Linked DNA regions of Bombyx mori: region 2 is linked to region 1. A link is a contact called in public Hi-C data. All regions are on one chromosome and are shown on one strand. The core of a region is the stretch at or near the end of the contact, and the rest is flanking DNA. Distances in the headings are between cores, read along the strand shown.

Region 1 (7,574 bases), core at 2,159-4,658:
CACAGATCTACCCCAGGTTGCGCCACAATTACGGAACCTGCGCAAATTAAGCAATAAAAAAAAATCGGTTGTCTGTAAAGTCGGCTCCGTCGAATTATAAGACGTTGTCACGTCAAAAAAAAACGTAGCCTAAGCGAGTGCGTGTTGTTAGTATTCCGCAACGCGTCGGGCGCGCTGCGCAACGCGTCGAGTGCGGGCGAGTACGCGCGGCGCCGCCTGCGCTGCCTGGCGGGGCTGGCGGAGGCGTTACTGCACGCGGTGCGCACGGCGCTGCACGTCAACGCGATCGGCACCAAGGTCGTCGAGAACTGCGTCTGCGTGCTACGGAACCTCTCCTATAGGTACGGGCGGCTTATTTCTGTACCTGTGTTTCCGATGTACAGGAGAAAACAATGTGTCATCCATTCCCGATCCTGCGGAAAGAATGGAAAGCAGTTGACGTCGCCCCAAACACGTTATTTCGGATCCTCCCGATCCACTAACGGCGCTTTTAGGTACCTCAAGCACAGGTCATCGTTCTCGTCGAACCCGTCGCTTGCGACGAAGGGCTCGACGAGTAAATTAACCCTCAGACACAGCCCACTGTGTTTCTCGCCGAATCTTCTCAGTGGGTCGCGTTTCCGATCCGGTGGTAGATTCTGCGAAGCACGACTTGCTAGGGTTCGTGCTAGCAACGTCGTCAGGTTTGAGCCCCGTGAGCTCACCTACTAGTTAAGGTTCCGTTGAAATAGCCTCTCAAGGCTATCAGCTTAGGTAGGAAAAAAAAAATGTGTCATCAACTCACACTTGTCCACTGCTGGACATGGTTTCTCGTAATAATTTTGAACCCGGTAGAACGATTTTCATTTTGTTTATTATTTTGGTATTATTTTTATAACTTATATGGGTGGTCACGGCAAACTTGATGCTAAGTGGTTACCGGAGCTCATAGACATCTTCTACAACGTAAATGCCGCGAACCACCCTGAGACATGAGTTGTAAGGTCTCACTTTTAACAGTACAACGGCTGCCCCACCCTTCAAACCGAAACGCATTACTGCTTTACTGCGGAAATAGTATAAAAATAATAAATGTTAAATATTATATTGGTATATTATTTATATGTAGCACTGTTAGTCAAGTCTATGTAAGATCATCGGCCACATCTAGTCCACCAGCTTTGTGTAAATTCTAATCATTTATGGATAATGTAAATTTATATAAATTTTGTCATGAAAATCAGTTAATAGTTACTTTTTTCCATCTCAAATGTAATAAAATCTCTCGATTAAATTAACACTAGCTTTTAATGATTTCTTTATCGATAAACTTGACGATTTATGTATTTCTGATGACAATGAAATAACGTAGTGCCAACAATCGGATCTAATAATGAACTTAGAACAGCTCTAGTTTAGTAACACTGAGGTTTGAACTGATCACGCTTTCTTTCCAATATTTTTCACAAATAAATTTTCGTAACGTTTTTAAATTGTCATGTTAATTTGCTTCGAAGATGTCAGGAAATCGAAGACCCCCTCTACGACACTCGAGCACCTCCCACACAGTCGTCGGGACAAGCCAGGATACAGGCCAGCGCTTCGAAAGGTGAGGTTCTTGTTGTTCCACCATCGGTTGCCTTAAACCACGGTCGGTCAGATTTAAAAAACTGTCATCAATAACACCAGCTTTACATTTATCGACAAACTTACACCACAACACTAGTAACATGTAAGTGAATAATTGTGTAGTTTTTTTTTATTGCCCTTGTAGGCAGACGAGCGTACGGCCCACCTGATGGTGAGTGCTTACCGTCGCCCATGGACTTCAGCAATGCCAGGGGCAGAGCCAAGCCGCTGCCTACCGCTAGTTCTTTCGAAATATATTAGACTAGATATGAACACTGTTTTTGTTTTATTTTATTGCATAGTTGGATGTTCGAGCCCACGGCCCATCTATTGTTAAGTGTACCTGTATCGGAGCCCAGAGACATACATCACTTTGAGAATACTTGTAATAACGCCTTTCCTAACCTCTTGAACTGGAATGCATGGTTGTTTCTTAGTGGAAATTGTCAGGGTACTGGTACTCATTACAAGTCCCTATCACCAGTAATTTCGAAAAAAAATTATTAGGTTTTTTTTTAATTATTCGATTATATTCTTTCACTGTTATTTTTTTTCGCGGAAACATATTCAATACCTATTTCTTAGAGCACTTGGTACCAGTCTGTGGGATTCGAACATTGGCACAGTAGCATTGCTCGATACGATTGTAACGGACGCTTTATCCTTTAGGCCACGACGACTTCAATGTAATATTAATTGCCCTTTTTTATTGGAAAGAATGACAGAACTTAATCGTATTAATTTTAACTAGAACTCACAAAAGCTTGCACGTATTTAGTGTTGTGTTTTCCACAAGGAGAAAACCTCGGCTGTTTCGGAGGAAGTAAAAAGAAAAAGGAAGGTTCCTCATCGTCGAACTCGACCAGTCCACTCGGGAAGTCCGAGCCCGAACCGCAGCCCGTCGAGAACAACACCCAGCTCGGTTACTCCGTACCCAAAGGAACGGAGATGCTCTGGTCTCCTGAGGTACGTGCACATCTTACTGTGGTAATGGCGTCAAGTGGCTATTAGACACTCATTCCGGTCATCGTCCTCGTCGAACCCGTCGCTTGCGATGAAGGGCTCGGCGAGTAAATTAACCCACAGACACAGCCCACTAATTTGTCCGCTGGATCTTCTCAGTGGGCCGCGTGTCCGATCCGCTGGTAGATTCTGCGAAGCACGGTTCTTGCTAGGGTTCGTGCTAGCAACATCGTCAGGTTTGAGCCCCGTGAGCTCACATACTAGCTCGGTGACGGTGACATAGTCTCTCTAGACCAGGGGTGGGCAAATATTTTGATAGTCGGGCTACATTGCAGATGAAAATTTTACCTCGGGCCAAACCGGTTTTTTTCTAATTTTAAGTTTAGTTTTTGCTAAGGATGTCAATTAATGAATTTTAAAACCAACATTTTTGAATCAAAATATTTATATTTATCAAGTTATTTGAATTAAAAAAAAATTCAAGAAAAATTTTAAACATTAATATCAGATAATTATCAAACTGTACAATTATCATACAAAGGTGTTATTAAAAGTGTTTCTACTATCATCTATGCTTAATAGATTGAGTCACAAACTGTTTTAATGATATATACAATGCTTCACGGGCCAGACAAAATTCTACCGAGGGCCGCCATTTGCCCAGGCCTGCTCTAGACCATCAGCTTAGGTAGGAAAAAAAGACACTCTAACATAACGCACCTTGAGATATGAGGTTAAAGTTCCAATTTGCTCACGGCCCGAAGCCGGTACAACGTCCTGTCCCTGCGAGAGAGAGTGAGAGTGAGCGTGTGCTTGCAGGTGGTCCCGCTGTACATGGCGCTGCTGCAGACGTGCTCCAACCCGGAGACGCTGGAGGCGGCGGCCGGCGCGCTGCAGAACCTCGCCGCCTGCTACTGGCAGCCCTCCATCGACATACGCGCCGCCGTCAGGAAAGAAAAAGGTACAGGACTCGCGCCGAGATGTCCAGCCAGGCGCCAGGCTGGCGGGCCATAATGTTGTCGAATAGGGCCGAAAATCCAAATGTCATTAGAAATGTCTATGTAACGGTAGGAAGCGGCTTGGCTATGCCCTTAGCATTGCTGAAGTCCATGGGCGATGGTAACCACTCACCATCAGGTGGGCCGTACGCTCGTCTGCCTACAAGGGCAATTAAAAAAATAAAAAAAGATGTGACGCGCGTCAGTAGTATTCCGTGCTTTAAAAATTTTAATATATGTAATACTTTTGTTCGTGTGTATGTTAGTGAACTCCTAAACGGTTGGACCGATTTTGATGAAATTTTTCGTGTTTGTTCCAGTGAATTTGAGAATGTTTTAGATTCTCAAATCAAACCATAAATTTTTTGGATTTAGGATTAGGATAACGTCTGTCGGATCCGCTATTAATTTTATATTTCATCATCTTTGTGGTTTTGTTGGATTATAAAATATTTAATCGCGATTTTTTCGTAAATCTTTAATCGTCGTAACAAATGTATTCGGACAGGGTTACCGATCCTGGTGGAACTGTTACGTATGGAAGTGGACCGCGTGGTGTGCGCCGTGGCCACGGCTCTACGTAACCTGGCCATCGACCAACGCAACAAGGAGCTGATCGGGAAGTACGCGATGCGCGACCTCGTGCAGAAGCTGCCCAGCGGGAACCAACAGCACGACCAGGTGAGGGAATAGCGACCTTAAGACTTAATAATAGGGTCTTTAATTTATATATACAGTCATATGTATTTATATAAAGGAATCTATTAACACAATTTTTATGATATAACGGCATCCGAGTCTTAGTTTAAAAATTTGCAAACCTATCAAGGATCATTGACGATACAGAGACTGCGCTCCCCTTTTTTTATTGCTTAGATCGGTGGACGAGCTCACAGCCCAACTGGTGTTAAGTAGTTATTGGAGCCCATAGACATCCACAACGTAAATGCGCCACCCACCTTGAGATAATATAAGTTCTAAGGTCTCAAGTATAGTTACAACGGCTGCCCCGCCCTTCAAACCGAAACGCATAACTGCTTTACGGCAGAAATAGGCGGGGCGGTGGTACCCGACCGCGCGGACTCATAAGAGGTTCTACCACCAGTAAAAAGAAATAGCATAGCGAGTATATCGGAACTTCGTCCTCATATCTAAAGGTGCGTTAAGTTAGTGTCTTTTTACCATATCGGAAATGAAAGATATGAGTCGACTATTATCAAAGCCGGCAATGTGACTTTTGGACAATTATTGGCAAATCAGAAAAACGAATTATTGTCTTTGTATTCCATAGGCATTCACAAAACTCTTCTGAACGACATCTTAGATAAATAACAGGTTAAGTATTAACCTTTATTTAATGCAGGTTTTGAACCGTATTCTTTGAAGGAGACGATTATATTCAAATCAATCTGTATTGACATATCAAAAACATTTTTTTGTCCAAATGCACAGATTGCCACCTTTGATAATAGACGACTCATATATAATAATAATAATAATTAATTAAAAAGTAAAGATAATTAATTATATATGTATTTAGTTTGGCTTGTTACTAGAGCAGGTTTTTTTTAGTTTAAGTCTCTTAAAAACTAATCATTTTTTTATTGGTCGTTTATGAATATATTGAAATTCAAAACATAACACATAGTGTCCTTAATGGTACGGAAATAAAAAAATCACTCTAGTGTTCTACACATTTCTCACACAAACGTCAATGTAAAGATCGTCTAATTAAAGTTTAATTTCACGAATCCAGGGTACTTCGGACGACACCATAGCCGCCGTGCTGGCGACCCTCAACGAAGTGATAAAGAAGAGCGGCGAGTTCTCGCGGTCGCTGCTGGAGGCGGGCGGCGTGGAGCGGCTCCTCAACCTCACCAAGCAGCGGCACCGGCACACGCCCAGGGTCCTCAAGTTCGCAGGTCACCAGCCAAAACTTATACGACTCTCCGTAAACGCATTACTGGTGGTAGGACCTCTTGTCGTGGTCGACCACGACCTAAGTCGTCGTGGCCTAACGGATAAGACGTCCGGTGCATTAGTGTTGAGCGATGCACCGGTGTTCGAATCTCAGCTGGGTACCAAATTACCACTGGATCGGAAACGCGACCCACTGAGAAGATCCGGCGAGAAACTCAGTGGGCTGTGTTAATTTACTCGCCGAGCCCTTCGTCGTAAGCGACGGGTTCAGGTACCTAAAAGCACCGTTTATACGACAAGGGATGATTATCAAGAACCAAAGACAAATTCAATAGGGAGGTGCGAAAATTATTTCAACGCACGAGTTATTTGAAATACGAAGCGAATAATTATATATTAGTATTGCTGAATTGCTGAAATTCGACAACTGACACACTATACTTAGGTATATATTCTTTAAAAAAAATTAAAAGATAAACAGAGTTGAGAGTGGGTATTTAACAATTTTGTCTTTGCCTATTAATACAGATTCTCTTCACTTAGATTCGACGTCAGTGTTCTTCGCACATCCCTGCCGTACCCCACTTATGTGATACTTAGATGCGTCTGACTGGGCTTTTGCTTGCCCTCCTGTCCTGGTGAAACTGGAAAGGCCTCTGGGCCACCAGTAATCCTTCAATCATAAAAAAAAAACTTAAATGCGTACAATAAGTCCCGGCCGAGCTGAAGTCCCCGTGCTGTTCCAGGTCAAGTGCTGATGACGATGTGGTCCCACGCGGAGCTGCGCGAGGTGTACCGCAAGCACGGCTGGCGCGAGGCCGACTTCCTGACGCCGGCGCGCGCCGCCCAGCAGAGGTCGTCCTCGGGCAGCAGCGGTTAGTGTTGCCTTACATCTGTACGAGAGATTCCATCAACTCGAAAACTGGATATTCATGAGTGAAGCTCGCATTTTTATAATAAGGAAATTTAGTCTATGAAGAAAATTAGCTTCAATTTGACATATAATTAAGAAATATACATTATAAACATATAAATTTCTCGAAATCATACCTGTTTACACTGTGATTTTTTTAGAATCTTCATATAAATTACCGTAATGTAGACGTTATTTTATTAAAAAAATAAATAAACGAATTTTTTTACCAAAAATCAATTAAAAATAATTTAATTAAAAATAATGGCGGCCAAATTTTGATAGACACCCTGGTAAATATATATTCTCCTAATTGTAAATAAACATAAAAATTTGGTTTTAAGCAAAAAAATCGATGAACGCACCAATCCTGCAGCGAGATCTTGTACTAATTAGCGTTTTCATTATCGTTAACCGTTTGACTGCTGTGTGGGTCACCGGTGCCCTACGCGGCGCCCTGAAGTAATTATATTGATTTCTGTAATTAAGCGTCTAGATTGCCTAACTTTGCCTTCTTATGATTCATTCTCAGTATCTTCGAATTCGCCTTTCCCAGATTCTACTAGATATTCTGGTGCCTAAGTAATAAGATCGAAGACGAAAATCAAAATAATTATTTCGTGCGCCACGTAGAGCATCGATAACCCAAAAGGCAGTCAAAGGATTAATTAACTAAGAGCTTAAAGCGTCCGCTCCTGACCAAAGTTCGATTGAGTATCGTACTGGTTAATTTAATAAATAAATATAAAATTCGATCGAAATTCAGAGATAAATTTTAAAAGATAAACTCATTTTGTTGTTGCGTTGAATGTTATATTAACACACTCAGTCTCTCGTAATTGCAGCTTTATTCATGAAATTCATTGTGTATGTACATATCGATGTTACGTGTACATTTGTGTATATGTTGTGTATAAATGTGTGCATTGTGTATAAATGTGTTCGTTGAGCCGTTTCGATCTTGTCTTTTTAATCGTAATCAATCGAATGTATCGTCAATTGTTAAATAATTCGTATCGAAATATTTACTATATTAAAAATATTAATCTTGCATACATGCATAAGCGTAATGGGTTGAAATTGAATTATAGACTTTAATTGATTGTGATGATGAAATTAAATTAAGTCTCAGTATAATTGTGGTTATTTACTGAGTGGAAAGTCCTCAGTGG
Region 2 (7,574 bases), core at 2,409-4,908, 51 kb before region 1:
TCTAAGATTGAAGATTACAATAATAAGAAGAAAAAGTTTTAATTCTGCCTGAAAGCCACATATAACAGAACAACAAGTACACCTAAACTGGGAGTTTTAAATTTGTATAAAAGATAATTAATTTGGCCAGAAAGTAAACACAGTCTCATGAAAGAGAAGTCAGGATTATTAATAACTAGATCAACAAAGTGGCCAACTAAAATAGGGCAATTGAAATAAAATTGTATTTTTGCAATTTCGAGATTTACTTTTTTATTTCTTTTGTGTACCTAATACTTGTATATTTTATTAGTTTAGTGGCGCATAATTATATTAAGGTGATAATTTGAGTTTATGAGAAAAAAGAAAATACCAGGCTCAGCAGGGTCACTGGGCTCGTCCTTGAGGCGGGCACCTCCACCCTTCTCCTTCTCCTTAATCATACCTCTGCGTGCCTTCGCCAACTTGACTGTAAGCAAAAATTCTTAGATTGTGATTCTTATATATATGATTTCAGCCCTTATTAAAATATGACCCTATCATTTTATTTCATATTAGGTTTTCACTATCATTTTTATTGTGTTTTGCGTTATCATTAACTTGTTTTCATTTTTTATGCCATAGGTGGACTGATGGCATGTTTGCGAAAGGTAAACAGTATTTTAAAAAGCATCCAAAAATATTTGAAATTTAAAGTATTTTCATGAAAAATTTTTTTTTTCTGGTGATATATCATAGGAATGTTGTTAGCTCACTGTAGTTTATCACATAATATGAAGAAATGAATTATATAGGTTTAAATTATTGTTTATAGATATATTTGATTTCAGTATAACTTTATTGAAGACATTTTTATAATTTTTTTTTTTTTTTCTAATATGTCGTTAAATGATTATCTTAGTTAATTCGACAATGTTTATGGTGTCTTCATTCATATGAAATAAACAATAATGCAGTCTGTCCAAACGATACTACTTCGCGCGATTTTATCGTAGTCGAGCAAACAATTGGCACCTGTCCCACAAATCTACTGTACGGCACTTCATTACAGGAATGTCATTATATTGCACCAAATGATCGAGATGTTATTATAAATAGAGATCGCGGAAACCTTGGCGGTCGGGGGACGCCGTGACAATCAGCCGTCTCCGTCAGAGCACTTACACAGCTCTCACACACCTGATCCCCTCGACATTTTCAACAAAAAAGAGAATACGCGCCGAATCACCATAAAAATTCCTGGCTTATTCTCCATACATAAACAATGAGATAAGTCGGGTGTAGACAGGCGCGAGCACACGAAACGCACGTTTACTATGGCCGATTTATTGCTTCGATTGCATCTTTCGACTGAGATGACACTGTAGAAGTAAAAACTTAAAATTATTTTATATCATTCGTGTGATCTAATTAAAATATGAGGATGGATATGCAGAAAGAAACAAAAAATCGGGATCGCTGACATTTTTGTTTATGGTACTTATATGAGATCCAGAATCCACAAATAGCGATTAAACGTACACGATTACCGCCTCACGACGGATTCACTTGCACTTGATGACACAAAACACTGTGTTTTATCACATTTATGTAAGTCTCATCGTATTATAAAAACCAGATTTTAATAAAATTCTTTCTATCAGCATTAACACAAATCACCACGCACACACAACACAACATACATATATGCGACAACACTAGCGACGGCCATCTTCCGATTCTTGCGATACACTAGAATCGATATAAATCGGTATTCGTGTTATAATTTTTGAGAGTGTGATTTATAAATGAAGTAATTAATTTCAGAAACTCCTATTCGATTCGTACGTTATTTTCAAAACAAAAGCGTAAAATAAAAGAAATTTCTTGAAAATATAATATTATCGTCAAGCATAACTGTAAGAATTGTGTTGATGAACGAATATGATAGGATGACTTCTTTCTTGATTTTAAGCTTCATTAGGTTATAATATAAAATTTAACAGGTCAGCCAGTTGTAAGTCACTATGAAAGGGAAAGAACTTCTCTTAGAAAAGTTACCTTTCACAAACAATATCCACTTTTGACTTAAATGCTGACTTGCTGACTCGACTTGTATAATTGTAGCCTCTATACTACACTTACGTTACCCATTTTAATAAATCAAGCAATCAAGATTTGTTGTCACACAATCATCTCTGAGGCTCTGTGCATGTCCTGTCTATCAATAGTACCCTAAGTTACGGATGAGAAAACCAATTATTAAGAAAATAGGTTACCCAAAATTTAAAAAAACTGAAGAAAATGACAAAAATCATTTCATAGCATTAAGGTGTGTCTTGACACCAGGAATTACAGCACACTTTTCGAATATAACTCTAATTTGAAAAAGTTTTATAGCTGCAGGAAATATTTCGATTACAAAATTTTAAAATCGATCACTAAACATGGACTGAGCAACACTAGTATATTTTACTAATGCTTGTTCGGATACATAAAATATTAAATTACAGGATTCTTGCTTCAAAATATCAATGAAAACTCTAATCGATAATATTCTAGATGAAAAATTGCAATATCTAAAAGTAAAGTAACACTTGATTTAGAAGTAATATAATTTTTCATTATTAATTTGAAAGCTTTCCGATTTGGAAAGTGTCCTATACGCGTAATGTGATAATTATAAAATTAAAAATTCAAATTAAATGAAACAAATAATAAAGCAACGTAAGATTCTCATATAGAAGGGTGAAATGTATTGCCTACATAAAGCAACTGTCTACCCAAAGATTAACGATGTCAGAGCATTTAGTTTAATTTTGTTTGCATGTTGAGTTGATTAATTATTTTGGTATCTTCATTTTGGATTAAAAGATATACAGACAAATCTTTTGAATACTCGTTTAAAAACTACCAGTGATTCTTGCCCTTGAAACACAGTGGAAGAGATTTTATTCCAGTAACGGATGGTAAAAGGAAAAAAATATTTCTGTGAATGATATGAGTGATGAAATGACAGTTAAGCGTCTTACTGGTGTCCAGAAGATTATCCAGCTTCGCCAGAACATACAAACGTGCTTCAACGCTCAGCATTGTTCTACTAACTACCATTATTTGAAGCCTAACAGCCCAAGGGCAATTAGTTCGTGAATGCATCTAGGTATAACTTATGTAAATTTCATGTTGGATTCTTCGACGAGAGTACGCCACAGTGAGCGTAGATCTTGATAGGATTTCATTACAGACCATATCGAACATTTAGCCATTTTTTATTATTAATTCCCATTATATGTCTACTTTTAATCTGGCTGCCGTTCTATAGGCTAACTTAGAACCCTTTAGATTCGTTGCTCAATATGCAAGGTTTTTTTGTAAGGTTCAATAACCAGGATAACTTTTACTTACTAGAGCATTACATTACTCACAATTATGTGAAGGATGCCTCTTGTAGCTAAGCAAGTCTATACTTTTATCACATTTCTGCTTTGCACATTCGCAATTCTGGTTTTGACTATTATACAGTGGTGCTGTATGTGAATATTGGCAGAGTCAATCTTCTGTATATCCAGATCAGAGTTTAATGGTGAATGCATGCAATGCACTTTATTCAATTTTCATCGATGATTTTGATCTCTGGCTTCGAGGCTATGTTCCTTTTGCGGGTCCAGGTTGACGATTGATCAAAGTTAACCAAAAACTGTCTATGATTTTACGGTGAAGGGAGGAGGGACGATTTCGCTTCGTTGTCGCCCAATATTTAATTTTGTGGTGATTTGTGTAAAAAATTTATAGTTGAACTAAAATTTGTGAAGTTATCTGGTGCATCTATGTATGAAAGTTACTTTATCCGGTTACCTTTTGCTCGTTTATCGTGAAAAATAACATACCGACCGCTCCCTAGGCGTAGATTTGTACGTCAGTCGCGTATTATTTTCCATGCCTGTTTGTACTGTCTACTAGCATTAGTAGGGGCCGTGATGGTAAAAGCTATTGGAAAGTGTACCCATTAATGAAACTTCGCGAAAATCGTATCCCACGTTCCGTTTTATGTGATTCTCGTGTTTAGTAGTTTAGAAGATTGTGGCCATTACGGTGAGTGCCTTCTACGTTGTGATATTTACGTGTCGTTTTACGATATTACATGTTGATGATTACTCGTCAGTTCTACAATAACATGAAATGAAATGCGGGTTTTCATAAATAACAAAACATGGCATATATCGCTCATGTGATAATCAGTGCAACAACTTAGTGGCTTGATCACTTATTTGAAACAATAATCATGGATTTTTTCTATTATCTTTTGATTTAAGTGCTCGAATTTATATAAAAATAAGATAACTTGTTTGCCTGTATCTTAAGATGGTTTTGCCTTTAAATAATAAAAAAGAAATGTGTTACATAGTTATAGAACTCTTAGTAAAAATGTGTATAGTTCATAAAATTAACATATTTTAATCTTTATTAAATTATTTTGAATATAAAACTAATATAATAGATTAATTTTTTTAATTGAAATTTGACTTTAAAATTTATGCACATAAAATTTTATTTTTTAATAGTATTAGATAGCTTGTCCTACTGATATTGATGAACTGTAAGTACTGATATCTCATAGGCTTCATACAACAAAATACTTCAATTCAATCTTGTTTGGTGTCTTATCTCATAGTTTGACATTTCTAACCTTTTACAGTAGGTGTGATAATGAAAGATTGACCGAGGACTATTAGCTTTTGAGAGTTAGATTTTAGTTGTATCAAACTATTGTCCATTCTATATATCCCTGAGCTGCAACAGTTCTATTGAGAATTCACAGGTCACAGTTAAGATTAAGGCTCTTTCTTCATGGTATTTTTTATGCGCAAATTACACAGTCTGTCCTGGTTTTTATATGTACATTTTAGCTCTGTCACTAGAATAAGCTTTTCTTGCTGTATTATTGAATAGAAATTTGAAGTACATATAATAACCAAAATTCAACCCACAAAATTAATGAAAAAGTTAGAGAAAATCATTTCTATAAGTTAAAATAAAAAAAAAATACACTTCATTCTTATTATCCAAGATTGATAGAACACATAACAAGCATTCACTGAGAAGTTTTATAGAAATATAATTCCTGATTTAGGAAAACTTTTAATAGAATGAAATGTTAAAAATTCATTGAATATGAAAGTGTGACTGCTATTTACATCACATATTTGTTTCAAATTAATTAAATATAACTAAAATAAAATAAAGAAATTAATAATTATAGTTAAAGGTGAATTAATTTATTTACATCTAAGCAGCCCCAAACTGAAACATTGAAATATTATGTTTATGTTGCAATCTTATTAATTTATGTTCTTTACAATACAAAGAAGATTTTTTTTTCCAAATAATAAAATATTGGTTCTATAGATTCCATTTCATAATATTTTCGATTCACAATTGACAATTTCCAATTCGACTTACAATTTCCAAGCAATTAGGAATCAAAAATATATTTTTTATTCTTACCAGTGTTTATCCTACAATATTTCAAAATGATATCTCAAGAACTATAACTATAACCAAAATACTTTGCTCAAAGAAATATTCATTAGATGTTTTTTCTAAATTAAATTTACATGATGGAACTGTCACCTTTGAAAAACAACTTTGTAGAAACCACTCAACTTTGAAATTTCATCTATATGAATGGTGCCAATGGATTCCAAGTAAAATTATTGGGACATTCAGATGGAGGGACAGATATAATGAAATTATGAGGCGTTTATTATTGACTAAATTTGTTACAGAACTATGGAGACCGAACCCAAAAATAGTTGATGAAAGCAAGTTCCGGGGAATATAAAATTAATTTAGTCTGGCTTTTTAGTTCAATGATGTTTTTTATTTTGGCTCAAAAAAGTACGAAACGCGGTTTTTGTGTCTTTTAAGGTCATAAATTTGGCTATAGGAGAGTTGAGGAAAGATAATTTTGGTTAAAAATTTTAATAGTGGACTATCTCAGTAATGTCAATGCCAGAGTATAATGTTTAGTATAATAGAGGGCATAGATAATATGTATGCGTACCCACAATAAATACATATAATATGTACTGATTGTAGACATATTTTATTTTTCCAATCACAGCTATCTCAAAACATACATTATGTTGTACTAAACTAATTACCGTCGCAGTTAACCGCGATAAGATGCATCGTTGTGAACGAAAGCCACTCGTTCCTTGAGTAAAGATGAAATAATACACAAGCATAGATTTGTTAGCCCAATTTGTTTTTTATTTATAAACAAAAATTTGCAGACTATAGAAGTCGTCGTGGCCTGAATGTTAAGACGCCTGGGGTTCTCGTATCAAACGATGCGAATAAACCTATGTTCGAATTCCGCAGGCAGACACCAATTTTTCAAGTGAAATACGTACTTAGCACACGTTCACATGAATTATTACTATGAAGAAATAACATCAATAGAGAGGGAGAGAGAGAGAGAGAGAGAGAGATATATCAATACTCGGTCTAATAAAAATCATATTCGAAAATTTACAATTAGCGTAATTACTATGAAATTGAGTCATTGACCTCAAGTCTTAAAGCGGGTGGCGGCAATTAACGTTGGTGTTAAGTGGTTACCAGGCCCTGTAGTGATCAGAACTCAGAACGATAATGTTGCCATTCATTTTGAGATATAACTTTATGGGTCTCAGTTGTAAAGTAACGCCTCTCCCACTCTTCGAACCAGAACGCATGGATCACGGTGTAAAGGCAATTATTTTTACAAATATCGACGATATTAGGCATTGACCAACGCGGGAACTCCATCCTGAACTCGAGACATTAAATTATAACTTGATTACAAAAGGAATACGTTTTTAAATGCACGTGAATTCAAACATACACAGCGAAAAATCATACATGTATAGTTAAAACATGCTCTTCTTTAGGTCTTTCATATTCATTAATCCATAGACACCCCACTGAGTTTCTCGCGAATCTTCTCAGTGGGTCGCGATTACGATCCTGTGGTAGATTTTACGAAGCACTGCTCTTGTTAGGGCTAGTATTAGCAAATTCTGTCAGGTTGAGTCCGTGAGCTCACCTACCCGTCCGGACGTAACTGGAATAGCCTCTTAGGCTACCAGCGATTAGGTAGGAGAAAAAAAAATTATTAGGTAAATTCTGGTGAGCTTAAAACCGACGAGTTCACAGTTCTGGTTACAAATTCACTGAAATGAAAAAATGCCGACAAACGGAAGAAATTTGTTTGACAATTGATGGTTAGTGACCCCGTAGTTCATAGAAAACTGAAATATTCAGCTTTGACGAATAAACAAATCGTTAACGAACGCACTCATCGTTTGAAAACCCGATTCTTTTTCTACTCACATATCAATCACATATTAAATATAAGTATGTGTATAATAAAAATCTTACATTTATTTCCGTTATCTGGTACCTGTAACACAAGTTCTTTACGAACTTATCACGGGACCAGGTAACGTGGCGTGTTTAAAAAAAAATCATTTCAAAGGTTACCAATTTGTGTAATATATTTGTTTTAATAATTATATTATAACTAAATAACGTATTACAGCTTTGTAATTAATAGTCTGGTTGCTAATATC

What was found. Hi-C and Micro-C count contacts between places; a contact is called where the count stands out from the background.
Region 2: a contact with region 1 is called in a Hi-C map of midgut, with 3 times the contacts expected there. The contact joins the promoter of LOC101738442 here to the enhancer-like site in region 1. A contact is called at or near these places in 3 of 7 Hi-C or Micro-C datasets (midgut and whole pupa).

The regions. Positions count from the first base shown.
Region 1 is chr27:5,037,210-5,044,783 of ASM3026992v2, reverse strand. It overlaps LOC101738442 (catenin delta-2), which reads left to right. Exons shown (of 20, transcript XM_012690953.4): 12 at 152-341; 13 at 1,497-1,588; 14 at 2,387-2,574; 15 at 3,391-3,532; 16 at 4,078-4,250; 17 at 5,326-5,491; 18 at 6,236-6,364. LOC105841726 (a long non-coding RNA gene) reads right to left here. Exons shown (of 4, transcript XR_002430605.3): 4 at 5,085-6,382. Among protein-coding and RNA genes, the nearest start is that of LOC105841726, 17 kb to the right of the region's middle. Within about 2 kb of position 3,408, at least 2 of the 8 cell types and tissues checked have open chromatin away from gene starts, as enhancers often do.
Region 2 is chr27:5,088,659-5,096,232 of ASM3026992v2, reverse strand. It overlaps LOC101738442 (catenin delta-2), which reads left to right and starts at 3,658. Exons shown (of 20, transcript XM_012690953.4): 1 at 3,658-4,050. LOC101739685 (collagen alpha-1(I) chain) reads right to left here and starts at 1,712. Exons shown (of 20, transcript XM_062676474.1): 1 at 1,501-1,712; 2 at 353-448. The coding sequence starts at 422.